Regions from separate parts of the Triticum aestivum genome. Here region 2 is linked to region 1. A link is a contact called in public Hi-C data. All regions are on one chromosome and are shown on one strand. Each heading gives the region's core, a stretch centred on a gene start, on an enhancer-like site or on the middle of the called end of the contact. The rest is flanking DNA. Distances are from core to core; before and after follow the strand shown.

What was found. Hi-C and Micro-C count contacts between places; a contact is called where the count stands out from the background.
Region 2: a contact with region 1 is called in a Hi-C map of leaf, with 5 times the contacts expected there. The contact joins the promoter of LOC123180517 here to the promoter of LOC123180516 in region 1. A contact is called at or near these places in 2 of 5 Hi-C or Micro-C datasets (both in leaf).

What each region holds. Positions count from the first base shown.
Region 1 is chr1D:90,093,091-90,096,037 of IWGSC CS RefSeq v2.1, reverse strand. It overlaps LOC123180516 (double-stranded RNA-binding protein 2), which reads left to right and starts at 1,514. Exons shown (of 5, transcript XM_044592581.1): 1 at 1,514-1,854; 2 at 2,410-2,563; 3 at 2,717-2,947. The coding sequence starts at 2,719.
Region 2 is chr1D:90,259,646-90,262,592 of IWGSC CS RefSeq v2.1, reverse strand. LOC123180517 (transport inhibitor response 1-like protein Os05g0150500) reads left to right here and starts at 1,551. Exons shown (of 3, transcript XM_044592582.1): 1 at 1,551-2,230. The coding sequence starts at 1,698.

The sequences.
Region 1 (2,947 bases), core at 265-2,764:
ACAAGAGCAAAAACGTTAGGAAAAGTAGATACGACGGAGACGTATCAACCCATATGAACAATAGGACATTCAATATGTCTTTCAACTGTTGAATTACGCTTTTCCTGATGTGGCCTTTCTGAAATCTTGCGTTGATGCTAAGAGAGCTCTTTCTGATCTTGGTCTTCGTTATGAGACAATTCATGTATTTAAGTATGACTGCGTTTTGTATTGGAGAGACCATGCCAACATCATTCATTGTCCCGAGTGTGGTACATCAAGGTGCAGACATGGTGATGGAAAGAAAAAGGTTCCTCACCAGATCTTTTGGTACTTTTCGATAATCCCCTGGTTACAAAGTTTTTTTTCTTCGGGGAAAATATGAGAGCACATCGGGTGGCACAAGGATATGAGGGTTGAAGAAGAAAAATGTCATGAGGCACCTTGCTAATGGCGAGGCATGGGAGGCCTTCGACGCGGAACATGAAGACTTTGTTGCGGGTCCCCGTAACTTGAAGTTAGGCTTTCCAACAGATGGATTCAATCCCTTTGGCCACATGAGTAGTGCATACAATATGTGGCATGTTTTTGTCATTCCATACAACTTCCCACCCTGGATGTGCATGGACCGATCTAATTTCATGATGACATTGTTGATCCGAGAAAAAAGTTACCAGGAAAGGATATTCATGTATAAATGCAACCAATGGTAAAGGATATGCAGAGCTTTGGGTTGGTGTGAAAATAGAAGATATACCCACGAAACAAGATTTCAATTTACTTGCGATGCTTATTTAGTCCATTCATGATTTCCCTGCATATAGCACCACTCAGGTCGGAGCACAAAAGGGTTATTATGCATGTGTGTATTGCGATGAGGATCCTTGCTATGAGAAACTGAAAAATAAATTTAGATATATTGGCCATCATCGATTCCTTTCTCTCAAACATGCTTTACGAAGAAAGAAAGCATCGTTTAATAATAAGACAGAGGATAGGACACCACCAAGGAAGTTCACAAGCAAAGAATTTGATTCGTACTTACAATGTGCTAAGGAGAAGTTCAAATTAGGTAAGTACCCAGGAAATCCATGTAGAAAGAGAAAGCGCGTGGATCATCCAACATGGCACCTGAAGGCGAGCTTATATGATTTGCCATATTGGAAGAATCTTATGTTACCTCACAACCTGAATGTTATGCACATTGAGAAGAACATGTGTGAGAGTATCATTGGTACACTTCTTGAATTTGAAGGTAGGAACAAGGATAGTACGAGGTGAACTTTCAGTTCGACTTATGTAATCGAATCTGAGTTTTTTTGAGTTGATCAATGGTCCGATCCCTCCGCGCAATTCTTTGAAATTTCGTATAATACTCGAGATCTTTTATTTTCTTTGTAAATATTTCAATGAAAGTGGAGCAATATTAATGGCCAACCAAACATGCCTTAATCAGCCACTCCACTATGCCTTAACGAAGCGACGTTAACCGCTGTTTTCCTCGTGGCCGGCAATAATGATCGCCGTTGCGTGCACATGACACACGGGCTCGGAAAAAAAAAAGGAGTAGGAGGAGTAGGATGCAGACGAAAAGCGCCGGAAAGCAACACGCCTCCCTTCCCAATCTCGCTGCTGATGGCCGCCGCCCGCTGCTGCAGCGCCGCCGCCCTAGCCTAATGGCGTAGCTGAGCCCACCCTCGCAGTCGCGGCCAAACCAAGCGACCACGCGGAGGCAACCGCTAACAGAAAGGAGAGATTTTTGTCGCGGCTGTCGGTGGTTCGTGTCTTCGCTGCCTTTTTCCCTTTCGCTTCCTCCGCGGTTGAGAGGGGTCGAGGATTCAAGGTGGAGGGAGAGTCGGCGGTTTCTCGTCGCAGGTTGGTCTGCTCATCTCTTGGTTTCGTGGGGCTTGGTTCGATCTGGGGTCGGGTTCCCGCCGATGTGGTTTGGTCGATCTCGCCGGCGCGGCGGGGCGGGGTTTCTTTCTTGGCTCCGGCGTCTCTCTAATTGGATACGATTAGGTTCTTAGCCAGTCCCAAATGTTTGGTCCATATCATTCCATGCGTTCTCTTTTCTCTTCCTCTGTGTCAGTTAATCAGAGGTTTCTGGATTTGTTACTCATTGGGTGCGATATCTTTCTTAGATTTACTGTGGCAGTGCATTAATTAGACGAGGCAGCGAGCTGAATCAGCTGCTCTTGTGTTTTTTTTAATGGGAATCAGCTGCTCTTGTTGTCCTTGCGTGCTTCATTGCCTCCCCTGCTCTGCTCTAGTACTACCAGTGAATCCTCATAAAAGTACCAATGAATCCTCTGAGGACTGCAGTTTATTGCTTCCAGTAGTCTTACTCATTGTTAGTATGGTTGCCTCTGCTAACGCCAGCATTATGTTTATTGCTTCCATTTGATCCGGGACTTATTTGTTCCTCTACAGGACTGGGAGTACAGCACTGGCTATTAATTATCTGAGACCTCTTCTTATCTACTGCAACAAGAGGGCATCAAAGCAAGGGTTAAGGCCAGAAGCAGCTCTTCTCAACTCTGAACATAGCTTCATACACTGCTTGATTGATACTTCCGCTTCGAAGGTATGCATTTCTTCACGCCGCTGTTCAATGTTTTCTCCAAATTTTCATATTGTTTAGGGGGTTGCTATGATGATCTTTGTCACCCCTTATGAGCCTGGCTCCAGTGGTGATGTAGTTTAGTGGGTCCAGCTTTGATTCTTGAGGTGGATGCAGGCATGTTCAAGAACCAGCTCCAGGAGCTTGCGCAGAGGAGCTGCTTCAACTTGCCGTCCTACGCGTGCATCCGCGAGGGGCCAGATCATGCGCCCCGGTTTAAGGCCACGGTTACTTTTAATGGGGAATCATTTGAGAGCCCGGGGTTCTATCCCACCTTGCGGCAGGCAGAGCATGCGGCAGCTGAGGTAGCGCTCAATGAGTTGTCGAAGAGGGGGCCTTCATCATCGC
Region 2 (2,947 bases), core at 302-2,801, 170 kb before region 1:
CAATGTGACGGTAAACTTTATCTTACATGGAGGGGGAGTGAACGGAGGTGCGCTCGAGGGTACATAAGAATTGCAGTGATTGCTTTTACATTTCTTTCATCTCTTGCAAAAAAAAGAACTAAATGATGGTTCTTTTTGTTGTTGAAATAAACAAACACAATAATCACACATCAGACGCTTTCATGGATGCAAAAGTCATGTGTGCAACACTTTTGTTTTGCACAACAAAATCGCAACTGTCGCACGTACAATACCTCCTTGCCCGGTTTTAGTACGATGGAAAACCCATCGTCTGAACTTCGGTTTCACACGTGAATGATTTGATTTACCGTGTTGTTCAAGCATCAGATGAGAGCTATTGTATGACTCTACCAAAATAAATACGCACATACAGGTGTATCGTAATTAGTAAAGCATCACATGGATCACAACAAGAAAAAGATATAGATATATACCAAAAAAATCATGCTAGAAATCAACAATATATGACATGCCTAGCATACCATCAAATTTGATGTGAAAAGGAGCTTGTGATGATTTTTTTATTAATCTTAATATGAATGGTTAAATGCAACATTGGAAGAAGTATTGACCCTATATCATGGCTCCATGGTAAATTATGAAACATATGAGTTGCTAAAAGCAACTAATTTTGGGAAATAATCGTTCTGGCAGCTACCAATTTCATGGTCTTTTTTTTCGAAGCTCTGATTACTAGTATATGCGACAAGGTATGTTTGGTTTGTAAAAGCTTGTAAAACATCTATTCGCAGAAGAAAAAGCTTGTAAAACATCAAAAGTTTCCCTACAAAATTTATGCCGGCAATATCAAAGCGAGACTACTTCGCAGACGACTTCTTTGAACCGACTTCACAGACTACTTCAAACGACATGTGATCCAACGATCATTCTCCACTGAACACACATGATTGAAGGCTGGGTTGAGTTATCGTGCACAAATCGTTCAACTACTGTCGACGTTCACTTCAAAGGAACACCGTCGGCTGCAAACCACTGCGCACAGAATCCACAGCGTCCACGTCCCAAATCCCAAAAAAGCCCAAGCTGAAACAAGCGCCTCCATCCTACCATCAGTTCCATCACTGTTCATTCCCTCTCCATGCTCGCTCGCTCACCCCTATCTCAGCACAGAGCAGTAAAAACAGTTCTTTTCCCTCTCAAAACAAATAAATCTGAAACAATGAGAAATAAATCTGAAATACATTACAGAAAATAAAGAAAAAAATCTCCTCTCTCTAGAAAGAAAACAAAAGGACAACGACAGTACACACTCAGTCCTCTCTCTCTCACTGTCTATCTAAAGAAAATAAAATAAAAATCTCCTTCTCAAAAAAAAATGAAAATAGAAAAGCAGAGGGGGAGAGAGAGAGAGGTGAGGGTGAGGGGAGGGGACTCGGCTCCCCTGACGTACTGCAGGGTGCAGTTGGGTCACTGACAGGTGGGCCAACTTGCTTTCGGGCCCACCTGTCAGTGGCCCAACTGCACCCTGCAGTACGTCAGAGGAGCGAGAAGACCAGGGGGGAGAGCAGAGACAGAAGAGAGAGCCAGCAGCCTCTCTCTCCACCCCCTCCTCTCCAGATGCTCTCCCTGCCGCCGCCGCCTCCCCGCGCGCTCCACCGGCCCGCGCCAGCCGCCGGGTAGCCAGCCCGGGCCCTGCGACGGCCCGCGCCGCCCCGATGGGCCGCGGCGGTGCGCGCGACGGCGCCGCCCCGATGGGCCGCGGCGGTGCGCGCGACGGCGCCGCCGCCGCGCCGCCGTGGCACTCGCTCCCGGACGAGGTCCTGGAGCACGCCTTCTCCTTCCTCCCCGCCGCCGCCGACCGCGGCGCCGCGGCGGCCGTCTGCCACGGCTGGCTCGGGGCCGAGCGCCGCTCCCGGCGCCGCCTCGCCGTCGCCAACTGCTACGCCGCCGCCCCGCGCGACGCCGTCGACCGCTTCCCCTCCGTCCGCGCCGCCGAGGTCAAGGGCAAGCCCCACTTCGCCGACTTCGGGCTCGTCCCGCCCGCCTGGGGCGCCGAGGCCGCGCCCTGGGTCGCCGCCGCCGCCGACGGCTGGCCGCTGCTCGAGGAGCTCAGCTTCAAGCGCATGGTCGTCACCGACGAGTGCCTGGAGATGATCGCCTCCTCCTTCAGGAACTTCCAGGTCCTGCGCCTCGTCTCATGCGAGGGATTCAGCACCGCCGGCCTCGCCGCCATTACCGAAGGTTGCAGGTGAGGCCCCGACTTTGGCGGTCAAGCTTTGAGCTAAGACGGGAGATTTGGGTGCTTCTTTGCTCCCTTCTCTTGCAGATTTGAGCTTTGTTCGGTCATTCGAGCTTTCGGTTTTTGTGATCTAACCAGTTCTTGGTTCGGCCAAAATGATTACATTTTCTCTGGCTTTCCTCAAAATGGTTCAACGATTTTGAGCAAAACAACTGATTTTGTTGTGTGCGCTTCATTTGGTACTTCTTTGACATTGATGCAAGTTTCAGTCAAGATTTGATCTATTCCTAGTTTAAGCGTGAATGGATTTGATCTATTCAAAGGAGCTGCTATTGTTATTTCTCTCCTAATAAGCTCAAGTGTGTTCTTGTGCTAGTCAAACGAGTGTCATGTCTTTCAAAGCTTTGAACTGTGATTTGCAAACTAGCCTTCATCCTGTTCTTCAGAAGCTTTTGGCCCATGTTTGATTGCATTGTGTGAGCATGATCTCTCGTGAACGGATCTGTGGGATTGGCAGACGATATCTATCTATCTGTGTACCAATGATGGATGCATCCCTTTTTCTCTTTTTGCCAAAAGGATGGAATTATTTCTAGTTTAATTAAAACCAATCAGATGCGCCTTTACTTAAAAAAATGTATATCCCCACGTCATGAGCCTGAGGCACCGGATCTCGCTTGAATTGTTCTCCTTTCCATTTTCAGTTACCATCGCGTGTGTTTGTGG